Linked DNA regions of Sus scrofa: regions 1 and 2 are each linked to region 3. Evidence: chromatin contacts called from public Hi-C and HiChIP or PLAC-seq data. All regions are on one chromosome and are shown on one strand. Each heading gives the region's core, a stretch centred on a gene start, on an enhancer-like site or on the middle of the called end of the contact. The rest is flanking DNA. Distances are from core to core; before and after follow the strand shown. Region 1 overlaps LOC106506721 (a long non-coding RNA gene). Region 2 holds the start of ZNF217 (zinc finger protein 217). Region 3 overlaps LOC110257493 (a long non-coding RNA gene).

Region 1 (2,700 bases), core at 190-2,689, 170 kb before region 3:
CTGGCTTGCAGAACTAGCGTAGCCATTAGCCCACAGCCTGAGCAGGGCAGACTCCTGAAACCAGAGGAGTCACCCAATCTGTCCTGGTCTAACCCACCAGACGTGAGTGACAAAAAGTCTGATTGTGTAATTTTCTCAGTAAGATGACCTGAGGCTAGTGCCTCGTTTGCTTTCTATAGTCTAGAAAATGATTCTAATGTGTTTTGGATTCTTCCGCACTAAGCATTTTTTTTTTGGCTTGTGAACAGGGCCTGAACTGGGGTTGCCTTATTATAAGACTGTATTTTGAGAACATGTGGTGAAAGTTGGGATTTTCCTCTCCCTCCTTTCTTTTCCTTACTGCTTTAAAAACAAGATAAGCCTGTATGCAAATAGAGTCCCCAGTAACCACAGTAACATTCTCCACCTTATTTATTGAATTGCAGAGTCTTCCTTCACCGATTAAGCTCTATTTGCATACCTTTAACATGAGAAACATTTATTCCAGTAATGAGTCATTTGAGACCTCGTCTGGGTTTATATTCTGAAGCTGGATGTAACAGTGCTAATGCCGGAGGAATGGGTATCTTCTGCCTTCAAACTTCAGGATTTTCTCTGTGCAGAGAGAGACAGAAGAGAGAGAGGCTGCTGGTTTTGGTTTGTTTGTTTAATTCTAAAACGGAACTGGGCCTAAATGAATTAAGGATAATATTTGAAAACATACCTCGTTATTTACTTCGTACCCTAAAGAAATATACACTGTATGACATTTTAATGGTGTCAAGAGAGAAAGAACTTGCTCTTCTCTTCTGGTCTGAATAGAGCTCATCGTATAAAGGGTAATAGCTTTGTCTTCTGAATATTTTCTCCAGCTCGATTGGGATGTAATTGACACATAACACTGTCAGCTTTACTGCACAAGTTCATTTGATACATTCTATTTTACATTTTTAAATGGAAAAAAAAAAAAAAAAAAAGGAAAGAAAGAGAGAAAGAAAAGGCAACCTCAATTCTTTTCTCAGAAAGAACAGGAAGCCTGAAGGAGGAAGTATGTGACAGTTTGTTTTTCAACAAGTTCACGTTATCAAGTGAATGAAATTCCTCTGGAAGCTATAAAAACGAAGATGGAAGGATGGCTGTGTTCAGATAGCACAAAAGACTCCTCAATATTTAGAACCTTTTTTTTTTTCCCAAAGCTAAGTTATTCATGAAAGCCAATTATTGCACTTTTCCAAAAGGAAACACTGAGTCATTCATGAAATGATCTAAGATTTCGAAACACGCTTACACCATTTTTTTTTTTCTCCTCCTTTCCTACCTGTGCCAAAAACAGGCTCAGAAAAGCCAACCAGTAACCGTGGCCTAAATCCAGGAAGCCGGCACCAAATTTGTCCATACTGCGGCAATTTCACAAAGGCTCCCGCTGCCCCAGGGGATCACAGTCCCACCCAAGCACCCTGGTCCAGAGAGGAGGGGCCTCTGTGGCCCCTGCTCTGGAGGGCCTGTGATGAACTAGACACGGTAGTTACTTGGCCATACCCTGGCCTGCCTCCAAGTTTCATATGGAACAGCAGAGGGGCGTGGGCCCACAGATAGGCAGGTCCATGTTCCTAAGAGGCGTTACATATTTATGGCCAGAGCCCTACAGAATTTGGGCAGAGATGGAGTCCAGATGAAAATGTGTTTGGCGAGGAAACACGGACCTCTCGATCCATTTATCAAGAGGGCTTAAGCTTAGGCCATTAAACCCTGTCCAAAAACAGTCAGCCCATGTTCGAGGAGTCGGGAATAAACAGTGAGGGAGGTGGTTTTAACCTCGGGACAGCTGAGGAAGAGTATTTCTAGGGACGAATTTTTAAAAACATGACTTGAGATACATCTGCAAAGAATTGAACCAACCCAAGTTTCTGAACAGGCTCCGTGGAAGCAGCTTATTTCATCTTTGCAAACACCAGTAAGTCCATGTAGATAAATAATGTAGACAAGGAAATCATGTTTTCATCCAAACAATACAGAAGAGCTTGGAATGGTGCCTCTTTAACAGAATGTCTGCATTGTGCCACTAAAAGGATTTCACAGATAGATTATCTTCATATGACTCTGCAAGGTAGAAAGGGGAAGTGTGTTGTCCCATTTCAAAGATTAGGAAACGCTGGCTCAGAGAGACCTTGACCTTTCCAAGGTCACAACGTTAGTCCATTACAGAGCTCAAAGTTAAATCCAGGACTTCTGGCTGAGAGTGCTGGCCTGTCCCTGGGATGCCTGGTGCCTTGTAACCTGAGTCTTGATGTCCCCTTCTGTACATCCAGACTCTGTAAGCTCCTATGCCTGTTGCTTTTACGGCAAGCCCGGGCTTTCCAAGCCCTGGAACTCCCAAGGAATACACGAGTCTTGTTTCTACCCCTTCCCTTGAAGATCCTGGTCCTTTTTCACCACAGAGGATGTACCTGTTTGAGGAGGAAGCAGTTTCGATTCTGCCATTCAAGTAGAATGACTTCCTCTGTTTTCTCCTTGAATGTATTTTTGTCTTAGTTTATCCCGACACCTAAAAAAAAAAAAAAAATCCCAGATTCTGCACTGCGTGAAGGATTTTTCTTAAACAAAACAAAACAAACCCCTTTCTTGTCTACTAAAATGTTACGAATAATCATCAGTACTTTTTATTTTTCTCTGTGTATGTGTATTTATTTTTCACATTTGTTTACAATGATTTTTTTTTTT
Region 2 (2,700 bases), core at 123-2,622, 190 kb before region 3:
TAAAGTTTTCTCTTAAAAAAATCTTTTAAAATTAAAAAAAAAAAAAAAAACCTTATCACACACACACCCAGGAAACGCAGCCCGGTGCACCGCCTGCTCAGGGATGGGCAGAGGATCAGGACTCCCGGGGACGGATTTAGGGGAACCTGGGGGGCTGGCTGGGGTGCGCGTCGGGGTCCGCGGCGAGGCCAAGCCCCCTCCCTCGGCCCCTATAGACGCGCCCTCCGCCCGGCCCGTGCGGACGGTCCCGGCCATTGTTTGCGGGGGACGCCTGTTAGGACGCATTGTTTTGGCTGTTTCCAACTTGCCCGGGCCCCTCCCGGGCCATCGCAGGGGTCCCCGCGCCGGCCCGCTCCCTTCCGCCCGCCCCCCACGGCCGAGAGGGCAAACGCGGAGACCTGCCGGCGGAGCCACCCAACTTTTCAGGAACAGCCCCCCACCCAGCCACCCACGCAGCCCCCGGGCCCCCTCCGGCGGGCCCCTCTCTCCCGACCTAGGGAAGGGGGGGGGACTCCCCCGCCCCCAAGCCATCTTGACTGGTTCCATGAGTGAGTGTGATGGTCAAACACAGTACACACCGGGGGCTCGCCCGACACCTTCTCTCCGGTGGAAATGCTCAGAAGCCGGATGGGGAGGGGGCGCCCGAGAGGAGCCGAATAGAGAGTGGGGATGGGGGGGCGGGCGGGGCGGGCAGACAATCTGGGGAGGGGGGCGAGATAACGAGCACCGGAGACTCGAGGGCGGGCTCGGGGGACGCCGGAGGGGCGAGGGCGAGGCGCCCCCCAAGGCCCCGCGCGGGCGGGGGGGCGCGCCCCCTTTACCTGCGGCTCCGGCTCCTCGGCCATTTCCTCGCTCGGCGGCGGCCGGGACTGAACTGACACCACACGAGCGAGCCGAGGTTTGAATGAGGAGGGAGCAGGCGAGGAGGGGAGGGGGCGGGGAAGGCAGGAGGGAGGGGAGGCGACGGGGAGTTTCTCTCGGCCTTTTGTGCGGACACCTCCCGGATTCCGCGCCCGCACCGGCCCCCAAAAGAGGCAGGGGGCCACTGGGCGAGGGGCGAGGCTATCCCTCAGGGCGCCTCAGCGCCTCACTCCTTGAAGACCCCCCCAAAAGCAGCGCCCCCACCCCCACCCCACCCCCGCCCGGAAGATTTGGGGGCCGGGCTCACCTCGGGCGCGGGGCTAAGGTGAGCGGGGCGGGGGGTGCTCACGGGGGGCAAAGGCGCGGGCGCCCCCTACTCGTCCGCGCGGGGACAGTGCAGGCGCGGGGGGTCCCTAGAGCCGCCGGGGCGCGGCGCGTCCGGCGCAGGGGGACTGTTGGGTCAGAAAGTGCTCAGGGAGCAGCTGTTGCGCCCTCCCTCGGCCCGGCAGCTCGGAGACGCCCCGCCTCCTGCCTTCACCGGCCGCCCCGCCCTCGGGCCCGCCCCTCACCCACGTGATCTGCGCAGGCGCGCCCCTGCCCCGCCCACCGCCGAGGACTCCGCCTCCGGAACGCGGGCGAGCCGAGGAGCGCGCGCACTCCCTGTTCTCGCCCTGCGACTCCCGCGCACGCGCGCGCCTTTCACCGCCCCTACACCCCCGCCTCCCGCCATCCGGCTTAACGTGGCCGGCGCGCGCCCGGCAGTTCCAGTGACAGGTATGCGGGGAGGGGGCCCACGAAGGCAGTGCGCAGGCGCAGTTCCAGGCCTCTGCCTCTCCGCTTCCCCCTCCCTTGCAAGGTGTGCCCGGGCGAGGGGAGGGGCTGGTTGCCCGAACTCCTGGGTCATCCGGTATTACTAATAGGCGAAAAGCGTTTACACTTATTTGGGTAGGTGAGGAGACAGCTGTGCACAAACAATATTTTTTCGGATTTTCTTCAAGCATGAGAAAGGTCGATGAATAAAGATGATTAAAATATTTTTAAATTAGTATCTTCATTAAGGCATCCTTTAATGCCTGGTTGCTGGTTTTCTAAAAGGGCAGGGCTTGCGCTGCTGTAAAAACTTGAGATTTCTAAACTTGGCCTAGGTTCCAGGAATCCACTTGGCTTTGATAGAAATCCACGTGGATGAAACCAGGCTTTAAACTAGGGACAAAAACAACAACAAAAACTAGCTTTTCCCCTCTTCACGTAAAGCGTTTCCCAGCCATTTTTTTATTTGCTCACGAAAAAAGAAAAAGTTATGATTCCGAAGGCCAGTGATATTACCCCATTTAAATAAGCCCCTAGGAGGAACCACAGAAGTAACAGTCACATCCACCAAATTCTCTGTCCCAAGATACAAACACAAAAGGGAGCTATGCAAGTCACCACAAACAAAATAGCGAAGTTTTTTGGGTTCTTTGTTTTTCTTTTTTTTTTTTTTTGTATTGGCCTTCAGTGTATCCAAAAGGGGAAATCTTAAAATATATCAAGACAGGCACTTAAAGCATATATTTTAATAAGTCGGGACCCAAAAAAGCCCTACATAAATGCTCTGCTGGTGAGCAATGCAATCCTTAATAAATAAGAAATGGAGTTTAGGGGACAGTTTCTTAGCAAAGGGGAAGAATTTGCCAAGTGTGATGTTTTTGCTGTCATTTTATGTATAACTCCTAACCCCACATATGGTCTGGTTAGTCTTTGTTAAAAAGGAAGCACACCAACTACTTCTCACCATTAATTAGCAGGGCCAGAAGTAGACTCTTAGGCCAGAACTCTTTTTTTTTTCCACTCAAGTAT
Region 3 (2,700 bases), core at 78-2,577:
CACTGCTATGGAGTGAGAGTAGTTTTCTGTGGGGAGAGATGCTGGCTGGGAAAAGTGCGTTTTCTGAGCAGAACAGAAGAGGTGGATGCGCTGGGATCTGTTAGTGTCCTCTGACCCTCTGTGATGGGTACAGTTTAGTGCAGCGCTTTAATTCTTACAGTGTTATTTTGTGACAGGGTTCGTAAACCTTGGGAGATACCTGCGAACACGTGAGAGGTGTATGAACGTTGTAGCAAAACCAGAAGAGGTGAAAACCCTCTCGTGTTACGTGTTAGGGCAGGAGCAGTAGACTAAGAAGGAACTACCAAGGTGCATTTTGGCTCAGTCTTGTCCTAGGTGTTCCATCTTTTTAAAATCATTTATTCTCCTTTAATCTTTGCCTTTCTCCAGTATAAAAGACGATTAACGAAGTCAGACAAAATAATAAAACAATTAAATGATTAAAATAATATATGTGAAAGCCCTGGATAAACTCTAAATGGCAGGCAAACTGAAGGTATTATTTAAAATGTACTCTTCAATTAGCTGAATGTGGAAGCTACTTGGGTGATCTCTGAGTTTCTGGATTACTCCGCTCAGAAGGTGTCCTCGGGTTGTTTATTGCGTGACTGTGGAGCGTTGCGTTCTTCTTGTTCTCGCTCTTCCTCCCTCCCTCTCGGCTCCTTCTCTCCTTCTCTGGTTTGTTGATTTATGTAGAGATGTCAGTGCTGCAAGAAAGAGGATGGTTATTTTTACTTTCTAGTATGTTCCAGGAGGCAAACGAATTGCTCACCTGGTTAATTACTGATCTCTTCTGTTCCTGCTGTTTAAAAAGGAAAGAAAAACATTTCCAGCTCATTGAGCCACCTGGTGGGTGAGCGTGCTAGGATGATCCTGTCCTCATGAAGGCAGACAGACGGTAGGTCCCAACAACACATCGTATGTGTGTTTGCAGCTTTTTGGCTCTGTTCCACCTTGGTCATAACCTAGCCAGTTAGTGCAGTGGGATTTAAGCTTCTGATCTTTGTCTCAACAAATCAGAAATTGCCAGAAAACGTTTGAACAAATCGTGGAACCCAGTTGTAGTCAAGGGTAGACTCTATCCCCGAAACAAACAGATGACCTAATCCCATGTCAGATGCAGGGACTAAATGATTCATCTCTTAAAAGAGACTTAGAGTCCGTGTTTATGTCCCGAGTGAAAGAGAGAAAATTTGCTTCTTGATCTAAACCAGTTGTAGGAAAATCTTAAGTGTGTCATCTTTTGGAGCAAACATGGTTTGACTTTTGGGTAAGATTCGTGATTAATTACACAAGACCGTCTCCAGAGGCTGGGGTCAGGGATGCTGCGTGTGTTCCTTTGCTGTTTGTAAAGACAGGCTCTCCCGGTGACGTCTCTGGTTGTGATCACCATCAGTGGATTGTTTCTCGTATTCTTGTTTCAAATCTAACAGTCACTGACATGACACATAGCATTTTGCAGCCAGTAAAATATCTCCTGAAAGACGGCTTCCTTCTCAGCAGGAAGCTTTGGAAACTTCCGGAGAAATTTGGCATTCTTTAAGTCAGAGACCACATGAATAATCATCACAGTTTACATGTGAAGAGTCTAAACTGCAGGAAATCACACACACACGCACACACACAAGAGCATTTTATTATGTGCTTGGCTAGGAGTCTGAATGTTTATAGTCTGGGAGCGGATCCTGTGAGCGTCTTTCTGCTGTTAGGGAGTGGCCACGTTCCCACCCCACACCCCCATCTACGGCCTTGGCCTTGGAATCAAAATAGCACTCATCCTACACTTCATAGGACTGGGGAGATGTTTTTCCCCCTTGGCATATTTCTGCAGCTGGAAACTAAGGGAGCAAGGAGGCTGATTAATCGCATTCTGGCTCAGCACGTTAATACTATCCTCTGCATCTCCCAACAGTTTGTTTTGTTTGGTTGTGAGGACCTGTTTCCTTTCTAATGAACTTTTGGTATGTCCTTCTGTGAAGGCTTCTTTTTGGGCCCGTTGGGGTTTCTTTTACCAGCATTGTTACTTTGACCAGAGAGCTGAGCTGCTTCTATCTGTGGGCTTCTGCAGGCACAAGAACTGTGCAGGAATTAGAGCCACAGGATATATGTGAGTGTGTGGTGAGGAGGAGACACCTCTGCTTTTCTTTTTTCTTTTTCTTTTTTTTTTTTTTTCTTTTTAGGGCCGTACCTGTGGCATATGGAAGTTCCCAGGCTAGGGGCTGAATCAGAGCTGCAGCTGCTGGTCTACGCCACAGCCACAGCAGCACTGGATCCGAGCCATGTCTGTAACCTTCGCCACAGCTCACGGCAATGCCAGATCCCTGACCCAGTGGTCGAAGCCAGGGATTGAGCCTGAATCCTTACGGATACTAGTTGGGTTTGTACCCACTGAGCCACATCGGGAACTCCTTATTTTGCACTTTTAAAATTATAGTTGATTTGCGATGCCCTGCCAATTTCTGCTGTACAGCAGAGTGACCCAGTCATACATATACACACATGCTTTTTCTCATATCATCCCCCATCATGTTCTGTTGCCAGAGATTGGACACAGTCCCCTGTGCTGTACAGCAGGACCCCGTTACCCATCCGTTCTAAATGTCAGTTTGCATCTACTAACCCCAAACTCCCTGTCCATCCCCCTCTGCTTTTCCAAATATGTCCTCAAGCACTCACAGCTCTCCTTCCAGGGTGGATAAA

What was found. Hi-C and Micro-C count contacts between places; a contact is called where the count stands out from the background. HiChIP or PLAC-seq counts read pairs in DNA pulled down with a chosen protein or histone mark.
Region 1: a contact with region 3 is called in an H3K27ac HiChIP or PLAC-seq map of alveolar macrophages. The contact joins two enhancer-like sites. A contact is called at or near these places in 1 of 5 promoter capture datasets (liver), 3 of 47 Hi-C or Micro-C datasets (adipocytes, fetal skeletal muscle and subcutaneous adipose tissue) and 2 of 2 datasets of contacts at active chromatin or transcription factors (alveolar macrophages and skeletal muscle).
Region 2: a Hi-C map of retroperitoneal adipose tissue shows a contact between it and region 3, with 2.2 times the contacts expected there. The contact joins the promoter of ZNF217 here to the enhancer-like site in region 3. A contact is called at or near these places in 4 of 47 Hi-C or Micro-C datasets (embryonic fibroblasts, omental adipose tissue, retroperitoneal adipose tissue and 1 more) and 2 of 2 datasets of contacts at active chromatin or transcription factors (alveolar macrophages and skeletal muscle).

Annotation. Positions count from the first base shown.
Region 1 is chr17:54,656,677-54,659,376 of Sscrofa11.1, forward strand. LOC106506721 (a long non-coding RNA gene) reads right to left here. Exons shown (of 4, transcript XR_001302218.2): 3 at 2,427-2,524; 4 at 1-594. Among named protein-coding and RNA genes, the nearest start is that of ZNF217, 26 kb to the left of the region's middle. Within about 2 kb of position 1,440, at least 38 of the 83 cell types and tissues checked have an H3K27ac peak or open chromatin away from gene starts, as enhancers often do. A contact at or near this core is called in alveolar macrophages, liver and subcutaneous adipose tissue, where this site is marked.
Region 2 is chr17:54,630,383-54,633,082 of Sscrofa11.1, forward strand. It overlaps ZNF217 (zinc finger protein 217), which reads right to left and starts at 1,373. Exons shown (of 6, transcript NM_001123217.1): 1 at 1,169-1,373.
Region 3 is chr17:54,821,969-54,824,668 of Sscrofa11.1, forward strand. The region is part of intron 1 of LOC110257493 (a long non-coding RNA gene); the gene reads left to right. Among named protein-coding and RNA genes, the nearest start is that of ZNF217, 190 kb to the left of the region's middle. Within about 2 kb of position 1,328, at least 37 of the 83 cell types and tissues checked have an H3K27ac peak or open chromatin away from gene starts, as enhancers often do. A contact at or near this core is called in alveolar macrophages, liver, omental adipose tissue and 3 more, where this site is marked.